Regions from separate parts of the Mus musculus genome. Here region 2 is linked to region 1. A link is a contact called in public promoter capture Hi-C data. All regions are on one chromosome and are shown on one strand. The core of a region is the stretch at or near the end of the contact, and the rest is flanking DNA. Distances in the headings are between cores, read along the strand shown.

Evidence for each region. Capture Hi-C pulls out chosen DNA fragments and counts their contacts.
Region 2: a promoter capture Hi-C map of liver shows a contact between it and region 1. A contact is called at or near these places in 2 of 484 Hi-C or Micro-C datasets (Th1 cells and nephron progenitors), 9 of 130 datasets of targeted methods (CD8 T cells, the HPC-7 cell line, bone marrow-derived macrophages and 4 more) and 3 of 9 other capture datasets (adipose tissue, liver and pancreatic islet).

The regions. Positions count from the first base shown.
Region 1 is chr19:21,603,189-21,606,605 of GRCm38.p6, forward strand. All of the region lies in intron 2 of 1110059E24Rik (RIKEN cDNA 1110059E24 gene), which reads right to left. Among named protein-coding and RNA genes, the nearest start is that of Gm38486, 8.7 kb to the left of the region's middle.
Region 2 is chr19:21,736,224-21,739,640 of GRCm38.p6, forward strand. No RefSeq gene overlaps it. Among named protein-coding and RNA genes, the nearest start is that of Gm41818, 14 kb to the left of the region's middle.

The DNA.
Region 1 (3,417 bases), core at 378-2,877:
CCTACAGATCCACTTAAACAGAAGCCTCATGCCTACAGAGTCACTTAAACAGAAACCTCATGCTACAGATTCACTTAAACAGAAACCTCATGCCTACAGATTCACTTAAACAGAAGCCTCATGCCTACAGATTCACTTAAACAGAAACCTCATGCCTACAGATCCACTTAAACAGAAGCCTCATGCCTACAGATTCACTTAAACAGAAGCCTCATGCTACAGATTCACTTAAACAGAAGCCTCATGCTACAGATTCACTTAAACAGAAGCCTCATGCTACAGATTCACTTAAACAGAAACCTCATGCCTACAGATTCACTTAAACAGAAGCCTCATGCCTACAGATTCACTTAAACAGAAACCTCATGCCTACAGAGTCACTTAAACAGAAGCCTCATGCCTACAGAGTCACTTAAACAGAAACCTCATGCCTACAGAGTCACTTAAACAGAAACCTCATGCTACAGATTCACTTAAACAGAAGCCTCATGCCTACAGATTCACTTAAACAGAAGCCTCATGCCTACAGAGTCACTTAAACAGAAACCTCATGCTACAGATTCACTTAAACAGAAACCTCATGCCTACAGAGTCACTTAAACAGAAACCTCATGCTACAGATTCACTTAGAGACCTCATGCCTACAGATTCACTTAAACAGAAGCCTCATGCTACAGATTCACTTAAACAGAAACCTCATGCTACAGATTCACTTAAACAGAAGCCTCATGCCTACAAATTCACTTAAACAGGAAGCTCAGGGCCTTTTCTTATCAGTCCTTTAGCAGCTGACAGGAACAGGCCTCCCCTGCTGCTCTGTAGTTCTGCCTTGGTTTCCTGGTTACTATGTTCTGACCATGGCCATAATTAGCCCCGGGTGGTATTGGCACACAGGAGGACAGGGCACCTTGGTAAACAGTGACTGTAAGCGCCTCACCCTTTGGTGTGCAAATGACAGAAGCTTAATATCGGCAGATACTCAAGATACTTCCTGCAGTGGCACTAAGCAACCTATGGTGTTTACAATAAGGAGAGTTTAAAACTGAACTATGGGATTAGCTCCTACTAGATTTTAAAATGCTTTTAAAGGAAACACTTACCCCTGCTCCCATTCCAAATACCTCATGTAGTAGTTACAATTAAGTTCCTGGGGTTTCCACATTATACACCGTAGACTTAACAGACAGGTAAAAAAAAAATACTACCTCCCTTTATTGCACTAGTAGCCTGGACTAGGATAATTATTTATTATTTTGAGCTGGGACTCCCTATATAGCCCTGGCTGTCTGGGAACTTACCATGTAGACCAGGCTAGCCTCCCTGGTGAAATGCTGGAAATGAGAGGCACAGGCAGAGGCCAGAGGTGTTGGGTTCCCTGTAACTAGAGTTACAAGTGGTTGTAAGCTGCTTCATGGGTGTGCTGGGAACCAAGCTCAGGTCCTCTGGTCAAAAGCTCGTACTCCAGCACTAAGCACAGAGCCATCCTCTAGTTCCTTAAAGGATATCCAACAGTTCTTCATTCGTGGCCCTTTTCTGCATATAATTGCAGGCATTGCCACTGTGTAGTTTATCTGCAAATCCAGGTCAGTTTGTGAGGGCAGAGGTTAAAGAATGAAGATTGCTCAGCAAGGTATGCTGTCTGGCAGAATCTCTTTTGTTCGTTTGTTTGGTTTTGGTTTTAGAGACAGGGTTTCCCTGTGTTGCCTTGGCTGTCCTAGAACTTGCTCTGTAGACCAGGCTGGCCTGAAACTCAGAGATCTGCCTGCCTCTGTCTGCCTCTCATGTGCTGGGTTTAAAGGCGTGTGCCACCACTGCCAGGCTAAGAATGCAGACTTTGAAGGTGGTAAAGCCTGAACTGTAGTCGATGTTTTCCATCTCCTTCCTGTTCCTCCATCCCCCACATGCATGGTAACGATGTACTGTGACAGTGAGTTGGCCCTGCCACTGGGTGCTTGCCTCTCCACCGCACCCCCAGTACAGTATGACTTAAGGAGCCTTAGGATGTCGATCATCCTCTGGGCTCAGAAACTGCTTTGTTATTATAGAACACTTCTTGTTTCCCGTATTTTCAAAATGCTTTTACTATTTAGGCTTGGAAAATGATATCTCTTCTAAGATGAGAAATGATTTTCTGTTGTGGTAATCGTAAGAATTATTTCAAGCATTCTTTATAGAGACTTGTCAGGAAGCTGACACAGTTTGGGCAGACAGGGAAAAGACCGTAACTAGTCAGAGCAGGCCTGCCTGAAGAGGTTGTCTTAGTCAGTTCTCTATTGCGGTGATGAAACACCATGGCCTCAGCAACACCCTGGAGGAAAGGACCCTGGAGGCAGGAGCTGGTGCAGAGGCCATGCAGGAGTGCTGCTTACTGCCTTGCTCCTCATGGCTTCTCCAGCCTGCTTTCTTACAGCACTCAGAGCCACCAGCACAGGGATGGCACCACCCACAATGGGCTGGGTCCTCCCCATCCATCATTAATTTAAAACATGTCCTCTAGGTTTGCCTACAGCCTATTTTATAGAGGCATTTTCTTAATTGAGGTCCCAGCCTCTAAGAAACAATCCAGTACAGAGATCACAGAGCTAAACTCTAGATGAATCAGTCCATTTCCTTAAGTAGATAATTAAGGTCCTTACTTTTTACTTAGTATCCTTTCAAAACTGTCACAGGAGTGGGTGCTGGTGACACTCACTTGTAACCCAGGTACTTGGGAAGTAAAGACAGGAGAATCAAGAATTCAAGGTTGTTTTAAATCAGGAGTTAAAGGTTGTTGTTCTTTGCTCTATTGTGAGTTTGAGACCAGCTTGGACTACACTGAACCTCAAAGCAAAAAAGCCTTGATCAACATAATCACATAGTAGTGGCATTTTAAATAGCCACTATCATTTAAAGGTAGGAAGCTGAAGAGGTGGTATTAAAAACTCTAGCAGCTGACCCCGTATGGTTAGCAAAGAACATATTCAGAATTGGGATCCAGACTTTTTGCTCATAATCTCTCACTCCTGGCTCTATTTTAGTGTCAGATCGTTAAGGTTGGCCATTTATCATGTTTTGAACAATTCCTGTATCTTAAATAAACTAAAACAAACATTTTATAAAATGAAGACACCTGCTAGAAACCATGTCTTATACGAACAATTTTTTTAAACTCTAAGAACCAAGAGACTAAGCTGGATTTAAAAGACAATTTACTATAATTGTTTTATTAGGAACAATAAGTATTGTTATGATTTAAGCAGTAGACACCATAAAGTCACACAATGCAACAGATAGCACTCAAGGGGTTTATTGGCGGAAGGGGGATGGCTATGCCAAGGCTGGCTCTGAGAGAGAGAGAGAGAGAGAGAGAGAGAGAGAGAGAGAGAGAGAGAGAGAGGCAGAGAGAGAGAGAGAGAGAGAGAGAGAGAGAGAGAGAGA
Region 2 (3,417 bases), core at 233-2,732, 130 kb after region 1:
TTTCTGTTTTTGGTTTTGAGACAGGATCTCACCAAGTAGTACAGGCTAGCCTTATACTCCTGTTTCTCCTGCCTCAGCCTCCTGGTTGCTGAGATTATAGGAATGCTCCACTACACCAGGATGGAAACTCCTGTAGTTCAATGCCCAGATGTAACCTCACTGCTAAGGTGTCTGTGCTATGTGCCTCCGTTCATCCGTTGCTTCCCCTGGAAAGCACACAGGGCTCTTGCTGGTTCCTCCTCTTTTCTCATATTGTGTAATTATTCTTTCACCTTGTCCTAAACCCCCAACTTCTGCAGAACAAGGAAACTCTGGCCACCTTCATTATTAATCCCCATTTAACCTTAATGTGTGATCTCTTACATTCAAGTTTCCATTTGCTGACTCTGGGGCCCTCATGTTGGTGGTAGGGAACTGCCACTTAATAACTTTATCCTAACTTTTACTCCTTTTCTATGAGATCCTGACATTCAGGCACCATCTTTGTCATGGTCCCTAATCCTCCCAGGTCCTTCTCTTGACCGGATTCTGCCTTTAATGTTTTGTTTACTCTGCTGCTTACAAGGCTGTCTCCTTCTCTATAAAAATAGCATGTCAGCCTAGTGGACCTTCTAAGAGAACAATTATTATTTATTTTGTCTATACCTCCTGCTCAGAGAATTAACGTGTTCTAATCCTTTGTGCTAACGTGTAAAAGTTCTTCAAATATTAATAACAAAAACTAACAAGGTACGTCTATAACTTACAAGTCTGAGAGGTTAGCACTCTGCGCGCCCGTGGAGAGAATGTCCCACTGGAGTCTTAACGTGAGTCTGCTCATACTTTAGGGGAACAATAAATGACTCTTTTCAACTCAACAGGTTTTTATTGCTTTCCTATCACTCTGGGCTATAAATTTTGTAACTTTAAAAAAAAATCCTTGGAGAGGAAAAAATGATGTTATCAGCAGAAAGGCATAGTCACTTTGAAATATCACTGGCAAGCTCCACATGATTCCTAGTCTGATGAAGGTGGCTTAAAATCTGCCCATAGAGAGCAAAAATGGACTGGGGCCATGCCTCCCGGTCTTTCTAGTTCAACTTTGTTCCCTGGGCCTAAGAAGGAACTTGATTCATGATTGGAGATCAAACATTTAGTGAGTGAGTAAGCGAATGAGACCAGTATGGTTGTTTTAGGGAATGCCAGATCCCCAGTTTACTCGAACAGATAGAAAAGAAGACCGTAGGTAGATTCTTGAGCCCTCAGATTTGCCCAAATGTCAGCACAGGATGCACCCGTTTAATACTCAGCAACGACTCCGGACTAGAGGTCTGTGAGCACCACAAGCTGTTCCCAGAACCGAGGGCGGTGAAGATGCTATCCGGTCCCCCTGTGTCTCTCTCTGCTGCAGCAGCGGTTTTACGTCTGTGGCTTTACTGGAATAAAGGATCGTGTTAAGGATGGCTGTCCTCTCATCTGCTTTTTATCAACACAGGACAGTTTCCTGTATTTGTCAGTGATGCGGAAATGACCCAGCTGACGTTAGCACTTGCGAGTGACTCAAAGTTACACTGTATTTGCCTGCCCGCCCCCCCCGCCCCCCCCGCCCCGCGTGCTCTAATTTTGTGTTTTAAATGATCGCCAGTTACTTTCTTCTTTTTTCCTTTTTTAAGATTTATTTCTTAATTTTAAGTTTGCATATGTAGGTGCCCATGAGGAGTTCGGCAGGGCGCATAGGATCCTCTGGAGTTGGAGTCACAGGCTGTTGTGAACTGCCTGATGTGGGTACGGGGAACTGAACTTGGTTCCTCTGAAAGAGGATGCATTCTTGGTAGCTGAGTCATCTCTCTGGCCTGAAGCACTTACTTTTTAAAAGACCTACTTTATTTTCTGTCTGAGCTCATGGTCGTTTGCGTTGGTAGCCAAGGCCAGATAATCTTGATCTATTGTGTGTCTCCGGTTTTCCAAAGACTTTTTTCCCTTCTATTGTTAGAGTCAGGGAAACTGGCAAACGATGGTGTTGGGCCAGAGGAGGGAGAACGAAGCCTTAAATCACCGAAATGTGGTGCGCCCTGTACGCACTTCAGTACGAACTGAAAGGAAGACTGCAAATAGGATTGGTTCCTTTGGGCTAGTACTGAATTGGGAGTGAGTGATGCAGATAGAGCCATGGGCTGAAATCATTTTCTACTTCAGCCCCGCTCGGTCTGCAGGGAATCGTGGAGTCAGGAGTTAGCTGCAGGGTGTTGGGAGTAGGCCAGCATCTACATCTGTTCTCAACTGTAAGTGGACTGGAAAAACACTTTGAGGGAAAGCCAGTGAGGAGCGCACAGAATCCCTGCTCCCAGAAAGGCCGGGAAAGAGGAGCTGATTCATCATAAAGATGCTGAATTTAGAGGCAGGTTTTTATGCAAATAAAGCGTGGATGAGTCTTCTTCTGTTTGTCAAGAGTCAGTCTGGTTCCTGACAGTCTAAGGGTCAGAACTGATAGGATGAGTCAGCCATATTGACAGCGTGGGCCCTTGTGTCTAAGTATAAGCCCTGCGCTTGGAGGAGGAGGCTGGGGGAAGGAAAACCAGCCTGGCAGAGGTTGCGAGAGCTTGTCTAAAACACAGAAAACAAGGTAGCCGGGTAGGATTGAAGCCTCATACTTCCCACTATTTCCGAGGAATCTGGGGCTCAACTCGAGTACTTTGGCACTCGCTTACTAGACTCTGGACACGTTTTAGTGAATTTCATGCAGGATTTCTTGTCTCGGAATATATGGCCGGCTGTAGGGACACTATGTAACGATTTCTCGCTTTTGATATTAAGAGCGTCTCAATCCGAGAAATGTCATGGCTAGCATGAGTTGGAATAAGCGTTACTTAAAGGAAGTAGTTTGGCAACACATGGGCCTGGGTTCAAATTCCAACTCTTGTCATTTCCTGGCTGTATGAGATCAGGCAAGCTGCCCTCTGACCGCCAGTGGCTTCACCTGAGATGGGAATCATAATGTATGACTAACCAGGCTATTGGGAGGACTGGCTGTCTCCCTAGCCACCTAAAAACAACCAGAAAAACATCCGCAACCTTGTTCTCTCCTTTGTTCCATTTCTCCGTATCATCGTTATTATTTTTACTTATGTTTTTTAACAAGTTTGTTTTGTTTTGTTTGCGAAACTGGGAATTTAACTCAGAACTTTGTGTAAGCACTCTACCTCAGTCTATTTAGCCCCCTTTTCACTTTTTATTTTGCAACAGAGTTTCTCTATATTATCCAGCTAGTCTTGAACTTAGTTTGTAGCCCAGGCTGTCCTGGAATCATGACCTTCCTCCCTAAGTCTCCTTAAAAGCTATTCTTATAAGCCCACACTGCCAAGTCTTTATTTGTTATTGACACAAATAATGATATTTATTTATTCATTATAACTTGATACATGTATTCACATAGAAATG